Linked DNA regions of Macaca fascicularis: region 2 is linked to region 1. Evidence: chromatin contacts called from public Hi-C data. All regions are on one chromosome and are shown on one strand. The core of a region is the stretch at or near the end of the contact, and the rest is flanking DNA. Distances in the headings are between cores, read along the strand shown. Region 1 holds the start of PDHB (pyruvate dehydrogenase E1 subunit beta). Region 2 overlaps ACOX2 (acyl-CoA oxidase 2).

The links. A called contact is a pair of places that touch in the nucleus more often than the background predicts.
Region 2: a Hi-C map of liver shows a contact between it and region 1, with 4 times the contacts expected there. The contact joins the enhancer-like site here to the promoter of PDHB in region 1. A contact is called at or near these places in 2 of 2 Hi-C or Micro-C datasets (liver and skeletal muscle).

What each region holds. Positions count from the first base shown.
Region 1 is chr2:121,525,384-121,529,005 of T2T-MFA8v1.1, reverse strand. PDHB (pyruvate dehydrogenase E1 subunit beta) reads left to right here and starts at 1,867. Exons shown (of 10, transcript XM_005547491.4): 1 at 1,867-1,941; 2 at 2,025-2,078. The coding sequence starts at 1,900.
Region 2 is chr2:121,642,163-121,645,669 of T2T-MFA8v1.1, reverse strand. ACOX2 (acyl-CoA oxidase 2) reads left to right here. Exons shown (of 14, transcript XR_012431298.1): 6 at 1-95; 7 at 419-492; 8 at 1,145-1,317; 9 at 2,840-3,002. Among named protein-coding and RNA genes, the nearest start is that of ACOX2, 7.1 kb to the left of the region's middle. Within about 2 kb of position 1,724, at least 1 of the 6 cell types and tissues checked has an H3K27ac peak or open chromatin away from gene starts, as enhancers often do. A contact at or near this core is called in liver, where this site is marked.

The sequences.
Region 1 (3,622 bases), core at 618-3,117:
TGACCTTGCCTCAGAACTTACAAAATCTCTGGTATGTGCAAAACAAAATCTCTGGTACGTGCAGAAAACCAGGTACTCACAGAACTTACAAAATCTCTGGTATGTGCAAAGATTAGAGAGCAGAACAAGGGTGTAGCAGGTGGGGGGCGGGTACACATCTATCTTTGTGTCCTTTCAAGGTCATCTCCATGCAGCTGTCCCCAAATTTCTATCTCTAGTCCTGACTAGGCCCTAGGCTCCAGCCAACCTGGGTATGTCCCAGTCATCTAAAGAATAAAGGCTGGCTGCAGGGGCTCATGCCTGTAATCCCAGCACTTTGGGAGGCTGAGGCAGGTGGATCACTTGAGGTCGAGAGTTCAACACCAGCCTGGCCAACATAGTGAAAACTCATCTCTACTAAAAATAAAAAAATTAGCCGGGCATGGTGGCAGGTGCCTGTAATCCCAGCTACTCAGGAGGCTGAAGCAGGAGAATAACTTGAACCTGGGAGGCAGAGGTTGCAGTGAGCTGAGATGGCGCGACTGCACTTCAGCCTGGGTGACAGTGAGAGACTCCATCTCAAAAAACAAAAATAGACTCTTACTTCCCCAGCTCCTCGCAATTACACTGCCCCAGGCTCCTCCCTTGTCCCATCTATCCATCCAACAACGACAAAAATCCAAAATTTTCCTCAGCTCTTCCCTAGCACTTACAGCATTCCTATTGATTCTAGCCCAAATAGAACTCAAAACTGTCCCCCTCCTCTCCATCTGGAAGTTGCCTCCTAGTCTGACTCTGTCGCCACCACAGACTTCCCAGCATCCGCCTGCTATGCCTTTGCCTCCACCCCTTCCCATTCCCAGTCAGCAACCTACTGATCAATTAGGGATGGCCCTAGATGCACTACTGCACTGGGTCCCAGAGACCTTAGATTATAAACCCAGACTCCTCATCACAGCCCACAAAACCCTAATTTGGAAGTTGCAAATTCCTAATTTGGCAGCCTGCAGCTGTGATCCACAGAAGGGAATGTTTGGAATGTCTCGGGGATGGGTGGAGACTGGGTCTCCAATTGTCCCATCTGACCCCCAAGGGCCAAACTAAGACTAATGAGCTTCCAGAGGTTGTCCCTATGGTCAAGTGTTAGGCATCTCCCCATAGGGCCTTCTCTAAAGTTGTTGTAACCTTCCCCCAAACAGGACCCCAACCTCTGCTTCAGGAAGCAGTGGGAAAAGACCATGCTTTAGAGTTAGTCCTAAATATCGGCTCATTTAATCAATTTCTGCTCCAGTTTACCCATCTTCAAAATGGAGATAATAATAACACTAATTACCCAAGTGGGGTACTGTGAGAATGAGCTATAAGGCACAGATCTCAATGCTTGGCTCACAGTAGGTGGTTAATGCAATCAATGAAAGCTGTGGTCTGCATTATAAGGAATTAACAGACAGCACTGTCCAGGGAAGACTAGGCTCACTCATAAAGTGTGAAGTTCCCCATCACTACAGCGTGTGCAAGCACTTCTTGGTGCCCAAAGGATTCCAGTACCCAAAACAGGTTGGCCTAACTCTTAAGGTCTCTCCAGCTTCCAGAGATCATGCTCCTCAGTGTCTGACTTTTAGTCCCCACGCTTCAAGTAACACCGACCAGGCACGTGTGCCCAGCGTGCACCCCGCAAGTCGGTCACCGCCTACTGTCAATAAAGTTGATTTGAGGCGGCTCCAGGCAGAGGGGCAGTGCCACCCATACAACCACCTCCGCCCGGCCCCGCGGCCCCTCACCCGGTGGGCGTGGGGGGGGGGGCCGAGTCACGCAGGCGCCGCGCCTTGCCATTGGCCCGCGCCGGGGGAGGCGGGGCTTTCTTACGTCTGCCAGCCCCTCTGTGTTGTCATTTGGCAGCGGATAGAGGACACGATCAAGATGGCGGCGGTATCTGGCTTGGTGCGGAGACCCCTTCGAGAGGTAGGCAGCAGCGCGCGGCCTGTATTCCCACGCCACCCGTGTCCACCCTGCGTCCCGCCATCATCTTCCTCTTTCCCTGCCAGGTCTCCGGGCTGCTGAAGAGGCGCTTTCACTGGACCGCCCCGGCTGCGCTGCAGGTAACAGGCGCGGGCGCTTGTCGGACGAGGGCGGGGAGGGGCCCTCTTCTCTCGGGAAGGGGGCCGGAGTCGCGCCTGCGCCGTGGCCGGCCGGCGCCGTGGGCCTGGTTTGCGGAGCCAGCATCCTCCCTGGAGCTCCTGCTGCCTCTGTCGCCGCCTGGCGCTTATCACCCCGGCGAGTCACTACCTCACAGCTGGCTGGGCAATGGGGGAAAACTAAGATTAGGCGTTTCTTCCCTCACTTCATGTTTTTTTTCCTTTAAATTGCAGCAAAATAGACCTAACTTAAAATGTACTTTTTAGAAGTGTATAATTCAGTGGCATTAAGTACATTCACCATGTTGTACAACCATTAACCACCATCCATTTCCAGAACTTTTTAATCATCCTAAACAGAAACTGTCCGTTACTCGGTAACTCCTCATTTCCCTTAACCAAAGCCGTGGTAACCCCTGTTGTACTTTTCTGTCTCTATGAGGTTACCTATTCTAGAATTTTATATAAGTGGCATAATTTGTCCTTTTGTGTCTGGCTTATCTGAGCGTAATGTCCTCAGGGTTCATCCATGTTGTAGCATGCGTCAGAGTTTGATTCCTTCCTAAGGCTGAATAATATATATATGTATGTATTTTTGAGATAGTCTCGCTCTGTCACTCAGGCTGGAGTGCAGTGGCGCGATCTGAGCTCACTGCAACCTCCACCTCCGGGGCTCAAGGGATTCTCGCGCCTCACACTCCTGAGTAGCTGTGATTACAGGCGGGCGCCACCACACCTGGCTGATTTTTGTATTTTTAGTAGAGACAGGGTCTCACCATATTGCCCAGGCTGGTCTTGAACTCCTGGCCTCAAGTGATGTGCCTGCCTTGGCCTCCCAAAGTTCTAGGATTACAAGCATGAGCCACCTCGCCTAGCCCCACATTTTCTTGTTTTTGTTTGTTTGAGACGGAGTTTTGCTCTTGTTATCCAGGCTGGAGTGCAATGGCACTATCTCGGCTCGCTGCAACCTCCGCCTCCTGGGTTCAAGCAGTTCTGCCTTAGCCTCCTGAGTAGCTGGGATTACAGGCGCCCGCCACCACACCCGGCTAATTTTTTTATTTTTAGTGGAGGCCAGGTTTCACCACGTTGATCCAAACCTGCCTTGGCTTCCCAAAGTGCTGGGATTACAGGTGTGAGCCACCGTGCCTGGCCTTGTTTTGTCTATTGTGAATAATGCTGCTGTGAACATTGATGTGCAAGTATATGCTTGAATCCCTGCTTTCAGTTATTTGGGGCATATACATAGAAGTGGAATTGATGGATTGTATGTTAATTCTCCTCTCCTTCCTTTTTTTTAAAACTATATTTTACCATTCATTATATTAAAATAGCAACTCCTACATTCTGGATGCAAAGTGTTTGGCACCTAGTGAGTGCTCAGTACACTAACACATACAGTCAAAGACCAACTATGTGTGATAGAAATGTTACTTTTAGAATCCTTTGAGTTTTTAAAGAGAAACTTGTTCTAGTGTTTTTATATTGTATGCTCTGGGCAGCCTAGGTAA
Region 2 (3,507 bases), core at 475-2,974, 120 kb before region 1:
GGTCCAGGCCCAGCTGGTCTGCTCAGGAGCCCGGCGGGGCATGCACGCTTTTATTGTGCCAATCCGGAGTCTTCGGGACCATACCCCACTGCCAGGTGAGCCCATAATGCTCCCTCAAGGATCCCGCCAGAAGGAGAGCCCAGGTGGCCTCCCTGACCTGGGGCCCCAGAGGGCCACAGGAGTAGCTAAGACATGTCTCCCTTGGGCAGAGAGGTCCAGTTGAACAGACTTGGTGCTAACTGGTGAGGTGAACTTGAGCAAGATTTAGCATCTGTCTGACCTCAGCTTGTTCACCTGCAAAATAGGTACAATAACCCCAGGGTCACAGGCTGCTGTGACCTGGAATGTGTGTGTGATACCTGCCACATAACAAGCAGTCTCTCAACTGATAGGTGTCCTCATCTCCATCTCCTTCAAGGAATCATCGTTGGGGACATCGGGCCCAAGATGGACTTTGATCAAATGGACAACGGCTTCCTGCGGCTGAACCATGTGCGGGTCCCCAGGGAGAACATGCTGAGTCGCTTTGCACAGGTTACAGGTCTGGGGAGGACGGGGACTTGTACTTCCCAGAGAGGGGACCTGCACTTTGTGCAGGCTGGGTCTGGGTCCACCATAGAGCTGAGTTTGGGCCACATAACCTCCTCCCCCAAGAGAGGCTCTGATGTCCCACAGACTGGGGTGAACCCTGCTTAGGAGCAGTATGATCTTGGACACAGAGCCTCCGACTTCTCATGCAGAAATGCTCGTCACATAGGCTGACGGAGCAGTCGTGGGGTGGAGCTGCAGCCCCAGGAGAGGATAGAGCTGAGGTGATCTGCGTAATATTTACCCACGGTGAGGCCTGACACAGCCAGTCGCCCAGCAGATACCAGCCAGAATGCCAGCAGGAGTTCTGGCAGTCCCAACTCTGCCAGGCATCACCCCTTTAGTTATGGGTTGTGGGGCGGTCTGGGGTGTCCCAGGAGAGGCGCTGTGAAGCAGGGCACTTGGGGAAATGACCTGGTGTTTTAACATTCCAACCCCAGATGCGCCAGTTGAGGGGAGAAGCACCCTCCCTGTGTGGAGCCCCACAGCTCTGGGGAAGCAGGGGCATCCTGGGGAGCCTTGGCTCAGACACTGTGCCCGTCCTTGTTCCACACAGGTCTTGCCAGATGGCACATACATCAAACTCGGGACAGCACAGAGCAACTACCTTCCCATGGTGGTGGTGCGGGTGGAGCTGCTGTTAGGGGAGGTCCTCCCTACACTGCAGAAGGCCTGTGTCATCGCCACGCGCTACTCAGTCATCCGCCGCCAATCCCAGCTCCGGCCCAGGCAAGGGGTGCCCAGTGACTGACTACCACAGATATGCTGCCTCTTGGTCCCACAGTGCCTCCCCCGACACTCTTCTGCCAGAGCCAGAGCGCTGGGAGCAGGCACTGCCACCCACCACACACACACACACACACACACACACACACACACACACAATCTACCCAGGCCTGGCCCCATCTGGGCATGTCAGAGAGGTCTCTCTGGCTCCCTCTAACAGGGCTGACCAGTTGGCCTAACCTGCATCCTCAGTGCCTGCCCCCTCGGGCTCTGTGTGATCGTGCCTTTGGCCCTGTAGCACCAGGTCTGTCTGACTCTGTGTCTGTCCGAGTCCGGCTGTGTTCTGTGTGGCTGTGAGGGGTTGGACGGGTCTGGGTCAGTCAGTTGCAAGCTGCGTCAGACTGTGGCTGGCTGAGTTGATTCTGTCAGGCCGAGCCTAGCAAAATCCAATGTCATATCGATTGTGTGTGGCTGAACTCATTCTGTCCAGCTGTGCTGTCAGCATCCGACTGGTATGTCTATGTCTGGATCCCTTTTGTTGTAATTGGTTGTGTTGGTACCACTCCCTCCACCCCACAGCACAGAACAGCAAGGGCTGACTGAACCCTCTGTGAACACTCAGCTCGGCCATTTCACTTCATCCCTCAGCTTCCTCAGCTACAAAATGGGCGTGGCAGAAGCGGCCTTTCAGGGTGGTGTGGAGGGTGAAATGCAGTAAGGTGCATTAGGCCCTCAGCCCAGGATCCTTTCCTCTGGCAAGCTCACAGCGCCCTCGCCTGGCCTGGGCTTCGGAGTCCGGGCTGCGAGAGTTCTCCGCAGGAGAGGGCCACGGGGAAGAAGGGGCTTCTGCTGCTGTCCTGCCCGAGGCCCATTTATCTGGGCTGCAGAAGTGTCCCTAGGGTGGTCATGAGAAAGATGCGCCAGGTGAGCAGCTGCTGTCCAGAGAGGAGGCTTCTTGTAATCACACCCTCTTTCAATCCAGTTACTGTGAGCTCGTAAGTGCTGGACATAGTCTCAGGCACTGAGGACATAGCAGTGGATAAGGCAGACACAGTCCCTTCCTTGGGGTTCCATCGAACCCGAGTTTACATTCTAAGAGTTATTGTTTAGGCTTGATGTATTCCTCAGCACACAGCAAGTGCACACGGGCAGTGGAGTCACAGGTTCAAATCATCACGGGTGCACGGCCACAACTCTTCACCTGAAATCTTGGGACCAGGCACGTTGGAATCTCAGAACTTTTCAGGTTTTAGGATAATACCGTGTATATGCTGGAATTCTATAAGCCTCCCATAACAAGAGGCAGTACCCACCAACAAACGTGTCAATATTCCTGCAGTGAAATGTGTAGATGGATGTTCATGTTAGATGGGATTTTTAAAGGATTATCAACAGCCTCGTGTCAGCTCAAGTTCTGCAATGAGTTCTAAGGAACTGTCTGTTTTTAAGGTTTTTATGGTGTCAGGGATAGGGGAAGGCGGACATGGCACGTAGTGATTAAATCTTCCGGTTCTTTTCCCTTCAGTGACCCAGAGGCAAAGGTCCTGGACTACCAGACGCAGCAGCAGAAACTCTTTCCTCAGCTGGCCATCAGTTATGCCTTCCATTTCCTGGCAGTCAGCCTCTTGGAGTTCTTCCAGCACGCCTACACTGCCATTCTGAACAGAGACTTCAGCTTGCTGCCTGAGGTACCTGCTGTCCGCAGAGGGGCAGGCGCTGGGAGGGCAGCTAAGATTGCTCCACTCACTGGGGAACAGCCACAGCCCCATCCCCGCGGGCACTCCCCACCCCCACCCCTCCCAGCTTTCAGCATCCCAGGGCGTCTGGGTGAATGGCACCCTGATATATAAATTTACCCACAACTGGCCCCCAGAGAGCTACAAACATGCTAAGAGAAAACAATCACATCTAGTGTAGAGAACACAAGTCCACAACCCCGATGTGTATTTGAAACACAAAAAGCTCTGAAAAACAGTCGTTTGGAACTCATTTGGTGGCACAGTTTGACCTGAACTGACCTGATTTATCCTTCTGAGTGTGAATACATTTTGCGGGAAAATTATTAATGTGTTTAATCCCTAAAGCCGCCCCAAACCCCACTGGGCTATTATATAAAATGTACCTTCAATGCCACTTGGCCTCTCTACAATTCAAAAGTTACTCTGATTCCTAAACACATCTGGCTCACAGGTC